Linked DNA regions of Anser cygnoides: region 1 is linked to region 2. Evidence: chromatin contacts called from public Hi-C data. All regions are on one chromosome and are shown on one strand. The core of a region is the stretch at or near the end of the contact, and the rest is flanking DNA. Distances in the headings are between cores, read along the strand shown.

Region 1 (4,250 bases), core at 1,562-4,061, 270 kb after region 2:
GCAGGAGACTGAAATTCTTCTTTTAAAGAGTCTTTACTCTTGGTTAGGGATGAAGGATGCAGAGCGTATGCTTCTTTGTAAGTTCTGTGCTCAGTTTCAGAACACCAGAAAGGTACTTTTCTTACAGCTGGGTATAATCACACTGTTTGCTGCAGTATTGACTCTGTTTTTAAAGTAAGATATACAGAATGCATTCCTAAATCTAATGCAAAGGGGCCAACTTCTTTGTGAACATCACTGGAATTTGTTCCTGTTAGTCCTGTTAATTAATCCAGAGCTGAGAAAATGACTGTCTAAGTACATTTGAGTGGGTAATAGGATGAGGCTGAAGAGATTTTCAGTAAGAGTCTCTCAGTAAGGATCATCTGAATTTACTGCAACTCATTTGTCATGCTCCAAGACGCATGGCAGATTAACATGGAGCCAGATAACTGAATGGAAAAACTCCTTAGGGATCCGCTTGGGTAGGGTTTGATTTCTTCTAAGCAGGCTTTTTGGGTAGCTGAATTTGTTTTGTATTTTTCCTGAAAGATTATTTGGGGTTTGAACTCTGTTCTAACCTCATCAGCCTATAAATACACTCTCAATTGAGAGAAGTGCAGTAACGTGCAGCAGGGCATGTGGTGCATTAGTGGACAGCACAGGGCAAGTTTTCTGCTTGGTTGTAGTTACAAGCTCAGAACAGCTGAGTTCTAAGAGGCAGACAACGCAACAACCTTTGGGTTGTCACCTGGTCTTGGTAACAGCTTTTTAATGTATTTTCATGTGTTTTAAAATTGTGATCCGAGTTGAACAGCACTCCTTTGCCCAATGAAGAAAGTAATTTAAATCAGATTTCGTAATTCAGAGAAGTTGTGTTCCAGGGTCTGATTCTCTGTTATCTTGCACTATGTGACAGTGCAGCTGGAATGTAGAGGAAAAATTTTAATACATGGTATGGTGGTTTGTACTGGTGGATATAATAATGCTGGTTCTCCAAGTTCTACTACTTGATAGTGAACAAAACTTTTTGTGAATTAGTTTCACATGGAAAATTATTAGATCAAAGTATTATAGGAAGAGAAGCTGGTGGAATGGAATACAAAAATTTGAATTTTTTTTTTTAGACTCTGTCTGCCTTCATTTCCTTTATCAGCTTTGTTCTGTAAGCTGTCCAAGACCGTGGTTTTGGGGTTTTTCCTTTTTTTTCTTTGTAGTTTCAAAGTCATGCATTTTTATCCTCAGCTTCATGTGTGTGGTTGGGGGAGATGTATGCAACTATATGGGGGGGACTGTTTATAAAGAATGAAGAAATATGTATGTAGGTGTGTGAAGCTAGAAGTATTTCAGCAACAAATGAAACTTTCTTGAAAAGAAAGGGCCCGCATTGCTGTAGCTGGAAGGCAGTGGCAATTTTACATAGAAAATTATGGCAGTAATTAACATATGAATACACAAATTACCTTAAAGGAAAGAAACTTTCTGGGATATGCAAAATTGAATCAAAGATGGATCTTTTTTTTTCTTTTTTTACAGTTGATTGGATGTGGCTAGATGATTTCCATCCAAGGCATTTATTACTGCTTCTCTGATGGAAATAAAAATGTCTGTTTTACTTGTAATGATTCAAAGAGGTTTATTGGAATAGCACTAACCTACTTTTTCCAAGCATCCTTATTTTTATCAAGCCATCTAACAATACAAAAAATAGCCTAAATTCTAATTTCATCCATTGTTCCTGTTTCTAAAGGAAATGATTGAAGTCTGGAAGCTTGTTATAGTGCGTTATAGGTGGGAACAGTTCTTTCTATAGTCAAGGTAGACCTAATAAATAGCTATGTGGGGAAGTGGAGAACCCTTTTTATAAAGTGTAGGATCATCTGATGCGAAGTCCACGTCACTGCTTAGAACCCAGACCTTAAATCTGTAGGGAATTTCCAACCCTTTTATGCATCGTGTAATCCGTCTGTTCTGTTGGGGTGGAGCACTTGCCTTCAGCACATGCAAGTGTAGTGAAGGCATTGGATAGCTACATGGAAAACGGCAGGCTGTGACAAATCTTTACGCATGCTTAGACAAAGTTCTGACTTCCTTTTCTGTCGGATGTCTGTACACCGCTATCGGGCAGCCTGCATGAGCGTTCGCAGGCGTTATTTTGAGCGCAGACATCCAAACAAGCAGGGCTAATGCTTCGCGATGGTTTTTAGGTTCTTGGTTTCTGTTGTGCTGCAGGAGGCGTAATGGCTCACGGAAGAGCAGTCGTAGCTGAAGTCCATGCTTGATTCTTTTATTTTTTTCCAGATAGAAATTGAGCCAGAATGTTGAAGTTTTCACTTGAGAGATTGATTTTTGTATGCCTGCTTCTGAGCTGGCCCTGCATTCTTTTGTTTGTCACAGCCTCACCTGTTTCCATTTAATAAAAAAACAGCTCCTGGAGAATCTTCTGACATCTTCATAGCTGTCATGGAGCTCTGGACTGCCTCAGAAATTAAGAGGGAAATCAGGTGGGAAGGTGAAGGAGCTTTACATGTTAATGATCCTGGGAGAGTGCAGAAACCGTGCAGTTCCCATCTCTTCCAGGTGGCGTTTGCCAAGGGCCCTTGCACAGAAACTTGCAGTACCACTTTTTGTGTTGAATCTGAAGTTAAGAGGATGTGCCCTCCTTGCAGGACTAGTTACTATAAAATCACTTAAAAGAAGCTCCTGCCCCCCTCCTCTCCTTCAGCCCCCACCCCATACCACACACGCTCTACAAGCTTGTTCTTCCAGAATTTCCTAGTGTCCTCCCGCAGTAGCAAAATCAAGTGTAGGAAGACAGTGTGTGTAGATGCTAGAACATATTTTCTAGATGTTTTCTCTGCCTTTAACTGAAGGAATGTAACTTATTAAAAAAAAAAAAAATATAGCAAGGAATGGAGTCTGACCAACCAGTGGAAGGCTACAGTGGAGCATGTAACTGAGGTACCTCGAAGATGAAGCCCTAGAGCCTGCAGAGGTGGAGAGTGAAAAACACAGACTCTGACTCTGGAAACGTGTTAAATGCTGGTATTGTTTAGTGGGATTGGTGCAAGAACTGAATGAAATATTTTCTTCTACTTGATTTGGTGTGTCAGGGATGTGACTACACTGGACTCTATAAGGGTAGCTGGCTAAGAGTGGAGCTGTGCCAGATACTGAACAGAAAGCATAAACCAGGTTGTCGGGTGGCTGAAATGGCCAGAAAGGCTTGTGTAAGCTCCTCTGGCTTTGGAGTGAGTCTTTGGTAGAGATGGGGTTTGCCAGTTGTTGTAATGCCCACTTGGAAATCGCTTAGTGGACTGGGTGCTGTTGGCTTTGGATGAGATTGTGGTCTGTGACTGGTTTGGGGGCATCCTTAGTTAAATCACTCAATAGTTTTGTGTCTTCTGCAGCGTACAGGATCCTACCCCCTTTCTTTCTTCCTATTCTATGAATTCAGAGAGATACTGAGTGAGACAAGAGGTGACTGATGTATGTTATTTATTGACTAACACAGTACTAAAGTCCAGGAAAAGGTTGTGAGCAAAGCAGAGCTGCCCTTTGACATGTATTTGATTAGGACCTAAAGGCATATTACATTGTGGCAAGTTCATTAGTCAGTGTTTGTGTGTGTCACTGCCCTGTAGTTCTCAAAGTGGAAATGGATCCAGTGGTTCCTAGGCCCCTTCCTGCTAATGGGGAGTGAAATTCTTTAATGAAAGAAAGAAATTTGGATGTTTGGGGGGGGGGGGAGGCCTTCCCTTTGAGCTGCCAAGTGTGAGCATGTTTTTCTTGTTTGCAGCATACAAATCTAGCAGTCACTTTCACCAGCTCAATTTCTGTCTTATAGTAGGGTGGTGCAAAGAAAGACCTGCTTGAAAAGAGCCCATGCTTTTGATTCTGTTTGGGTTCCTTACTTTGATGAATGAAAATGTTGTTAACTGTGCAAATCTGATGGAACCCTTTGCCCAGCCTTACATCCAAGATGAAGACTTACTGAACTTCTGTAAATGTCTGAAAGATCGTCTTTATAGACGATGGCATTAGGAGAACGCACACAGAACAATATTTTATCAGTATTTTATAAGTACATTTAATATATGTACTGAAAGATGGATGGAATCACCTTTGCTTTCAGTCAGTTTGATATCATAATTTCACTAGCAGTAGTTACCATAAATTGTTACTTTTTGCTTCTCTAGTTAACAAAATGTATTCATTTTATTATTTCCTGTCCTCCTCTCTCACCGCCCTTCTGCTGCTTAGGGTTTGTA
Region 2 (4,214 bases), core at 111-2,610:
ATAACGTTAATAATACATTCTGTGAACCACTAATTTGCATCTGTTTTCTGAATTTTGGAAGTACAGATTAATAAATATGTATCCCTGTTTTTATTTTTTGTGCTGTTCCACTCAGTTTCTACTATAGTCAGTGCTTGTCACTCTGGGGGTGGAAAGAATTCAGTCCATTATTATCTTCATGTACACCTTGGGTAGGCAGGTATGTTCTTGTCTTCATCGCCACTGCAGATTCAGCCTCAGACTGTTCCTAAAATCACCTGTTCAGATGTTTTCTGGAGCATACGAGGTTAATTTGAAGGTTTGGGGCTTGGGACTCGTTCGGCAGTTCTCACTCAGGCAATCAGCAGGCGTACTAATTGGAACCAGTTCACCCACAAACCACAGAAAACTTGTCTCTGTATCAGACTTCCTCCTGTGCGTGCTGGCGGTGCTTGCAGCCGGGGGGAAGAGGGGCAGATCCTGAACCGACACACGCCGGGGTTAACGCGGAGTGGCTTCAGTGAGCTTGTGGCCATGCCCCCACATTTACAGGACTGTGCCAAAGCCGGGGACTAAGCCTGTTTTGGCACTGCAGTGTTTTTGTTTTGCTCGATAACTAGGTTTTGGTCCCGTAGGTGTTTGGGGGTGCTCCGATCGGGGCAGATCTTACTGAACAGGGCACGGGTTCCTGCAGCTGGAGCTGCCCCTGGACAGGGGGGCTTTTGCCTGCTGGTTGCTCCATGCACCGTTGGGCTTTCATTTTGCCATAGATCTCTAACAGGGTGGGTTTTTTGTTCTTTTATGAGATTTGTCCATCTCTCTGTTTCAGCATTTTCGCTTATTTTTTTCTCCTGACCGGGAGATCTCTGAAGCTGGGACAAGGGCCAGCCTTGCTTTTCCCCAGTGCAAACTGAAGGGCCATAAACTTGGCCTCGGAATTGCATCAGGTGCAGCGCTTTGAACATGCCTCGTGTGCCCACGTTGGGCAAACCTGCTGGCAGGCAGCTACCAGCCGCTGTGCGCCCGGCTAATTGTGCTGCTCTGACCTTTGCTTGGATGAGGTAACGAAAACAGATACAAATTCAAGCCCTGATCCTGCCAGCGTTTCATGGCCAGGGCTCTGGGAGAAGCCAATGGGAATTCCCCCGCATAGGTCTCTTATCGCTGCCTCCATCTCTGGCTTGGTCGCTGTCACTTTTGTTTGGGTTTCTCCAGGCTGGGTGCGTATTAAAACAACCTGTTAAGCAGCATAATGGCATTTTCTGTTAAATGCAGGCGTCCTGCCACCCTTACTTCTGTGAAGTAGTCTTTTAGTTGCTCAGTTATACTGAAAGTCAGGAGAGACCTCCACGAGGCCAGAGGTTGTGCATAGGTAGAAATTGCAGCCTCGCTCTGTATGCCGGAGATAAGCAGCAAAGAAGCGAATCGATAGCCCGGGTTCTGGCTTTGTTGTTCATTGATTGATGTACAGTTACCTTTGCACAGGCTTTGTAGAAAATGTGACATTTATTTATTTTTTAATTGAAACCGCTTCTGTTTTGGTGCGACAGTCATTTGGACTGGAAGCACAAGAGTTGCTGAGGTTTTACGCAGCAGCAGCGCCACAAAACAAAATCACCAGGTAGAGCCTAGCGCTTGGCTTGGTTTTCCTGGGGAAGATTTCAGCGATACGTGCAGAAGACCTGCACCCCTGCGCTTTGTTCGTCGCCCTCTGTTCCGTCAATGGCATCGTTTTAGAGAATACGGTCATTGACTTGGATTGCTTGTTGGTTTCTCAACCCTTTTCACCAGCCAGTTTGTGTAATGTCTGTCTGAAATGTTGAGTAAGGGCATTGAAAGAGCAGACAGGATATCAAGTGTTAGGAAGTCTGGGTTAAGTATAACAGACAGTTCTGGCTGCTGGAAGGGGAGCAGCCCCTTGAGCTCGGTTACAGATCGGTCTCTGTGGAAACTGCAGGCTCGGGGCTCTGCGTCGCTCTCCCAGCGCTTCCCCCCTACACCTATATAATTAATTGTGTGTGGGTGCACCTCTTTTCTAGAGATGTCTTCCTTGTTTCTTTGTGGCACTGAATTGTCTGTAATAATGTCTCTTTCTAAGGATTACATAAGTTTAAGATGATTTCTCCACTGGGAGAATTATGCAAGTTTAAACTGAAATGTATTTAGAGAGCTTTTATGGATGTGTTTTCTGACTCGCAATGCAGAGGGTGATTTATTTGCATCCTTAATTGGACAACATCTGCTGGGGTTGGAAGAAGAAACATTTCCTATCTTTCCACTGTCATAACCTGTGTTTTCGTGAAGCTCCCTTCACTCACTACATGGTCATGGCTCTGACTCTTCGTGCCCAGGTGGAATCAGCCAGGAGCTCAAGTTGGACACATCTGGGGAGGGATCTGCAGAATTTGTGAATCATATCTGGGAAAAAAAAGCGATATGTGCCAATGGCACTGATAAAATCAGAAATAATAACACCTGTTTTCTGTCTTTGGATTTTCTCCTTTTGTAAGATGTTGCCTTTATTGCCATTAAACAGAAAACAGGGGCGGTGAAGCTTCCCAGCTCTGTCAGCGAAGACAAGGGTCTAAAATATTTCTGTAATGCTGCTCTTAGTGAGCTGTGACCATTCAGTAAAAACTTGCCTTCTGGTTTTCAGCACAGTTACGCTGTTCTGTGACACCTAACGCAGGAGAAGAAAGCGACTGCACTCACGTGCACTTACTGAGCTTGAAGAGGCCAAAGTAGCCTCGGTTAAATGGGAGCTGCGCGAGGCTATTTGTGTGACCGCATCCTGCAGTCCGAAATCTGGCACCTGACCTGTGCCTGCAGCCCCGATCAGTTTCACTGGGGGAGCTGCGCAGATCGAAAGAGCTGCCCATGCAGATCCGATTGCAGAAAGGGGATGGTGATAGTCGTTTTCTTTCTATTATTATGTAATACGGGAGTGCTGAGTATCTTGGACCGCATACATAATGCTTGTAGATGAGTTTTCCTGGATCTAGCTAACACAATTAATTCTGCTGTGGGTATTAAAATATATACATTGCGTGTGGATCCTGCTGCTTACTAAAACAGAGATTGTAGTAGTACCAATTAGAAACAGTGAATTACTTCAAATAATTAAAAACCACACTCCTTTACATATTAACTTTTGCTAGGTCCAGTATTTTATTTGACAAGTATCTTTAAAAAACAAAATGGCAAAATCCTCTGGGTTATTCCAGAGGTTTTCATATTTATAGCAGTAGAATAAATTTTAGAGCTTTTATACAGAATAATTGGCCAGAGAATAGACAGTATTGTGGTCTGATTTCAGTAGCCTTCATTGATATTATGGACTTCAGATTTACACTTCTGTTATTAAGAATTTCTCATTGTTGTATGTTAAGCATGCTTTTCTAAAATCCCTTTGCTCTAGAGTTGACAAACTTGCCTGAGTTGAAAGATAATGGAGTCTCGTGTAAGTTGGAGGAAAAAAAAGAAAAAAATTTCACCATTGTTAACTCCCCCCTAGCAGTTTCAGTTTATTTGGTGGGTGTGAATTATCTCACCCATGCTGCTATGATTTAGAAATATGCTTTTGAAATAAATGCATTTAGAGTGGTGCAGAGCTGCTGTGAGAAGTAAATCAGACTCAAAAGAGCCCAGACTGCAGCATTAGGTCCATTATAGATATTTCTTTGTTCCCATTCATTCCCTAATAAGAAACATGCCGTGCAATGGGTTCTTGCACTAATACATCCAAAGATGTAGCTTTGCTTGGCTTTTTGCCTTTTTCTTTTTTGCTACATGGTGTATTTTTTTGCGAAAAAAGGTGGAGGCCAATAAACAGAGGGCTGAAGATGTAAGTGAGGAAATTTTTGGACTGTATTCAGCAGCAGATAGTGGTACGAGTGGTGTAATGTGTTCGATTATCGCATTGTGTGGGTATGCAGAGCTCTACTGCTCAGAGAACTTGGTGCTTGCAGCATAGAAAATCAGGAGTTCCTTTGCTAAACCCTTGATTTCTAGAATCATATTTGTGTGAACATCTACTTTGTAATGGACTTATTGATCCGTCTTTAGCCCTTTTGATTCTAGAGCAAAAATCATGTGTGATATTATTAAACTCTGACGATCAAAATAAATAAAATTACTGGAATACAAAGGAAAAAGTGATTTGGTGGGATAAGGGGGTGGAGGGAGTTGGCAGCACCCTAACTATTTGCTTGTGTTTACCACATGCCTTGCATCGT

The links. A called contact is a pair of places that touch in the nucleus more often than the background predicts.
Region 1: a contact with region 2 is called in a Hi-C map of liver, with 5 times the contacts expected there. The contact joins two enhancer-like sites. A contact is called at or near these places in 2 of 7 Hi-C or Micro-C datasets (both in liver).

Annotation. Positions count from the first base shown.
Region 1 is chr23:6,772,875-6,777,124 of Taihu_goose_T2T_genome, forward strand. All of the region lies in intron 3 of PLCH2 (phospholipase C eta 2), which reads left to right. Among named protein-coding and RNA genes, the nearest start is that of PLCH2, 7.7 kb to the left of the region's middle. Within about 2 kb of position 2,812, at least 2 of the 3 cell types and tissues checked have open chromatin away from gene starts, as enhancers often do. A contact at or near this core is called in liver, where this site is marked.
Region 2 is chr23:6,506,966-6,511,179 of Taihu_goose_T2T_genome, forward strand. All of the region lies in intron 7 of SKI (SKI proto-oncogene), which reads left to right. Among named protein-coding and RNA genes, the nearest start is that of FAAP20, 38 kb to the left of the region's middle. Within about 2 kb of position 1,361, at least 2 of the 3 cell types and tissues checked have open chromatin away from gene starts, as enhancers often do. A contact at or near this core is called in liver, where this site is marked.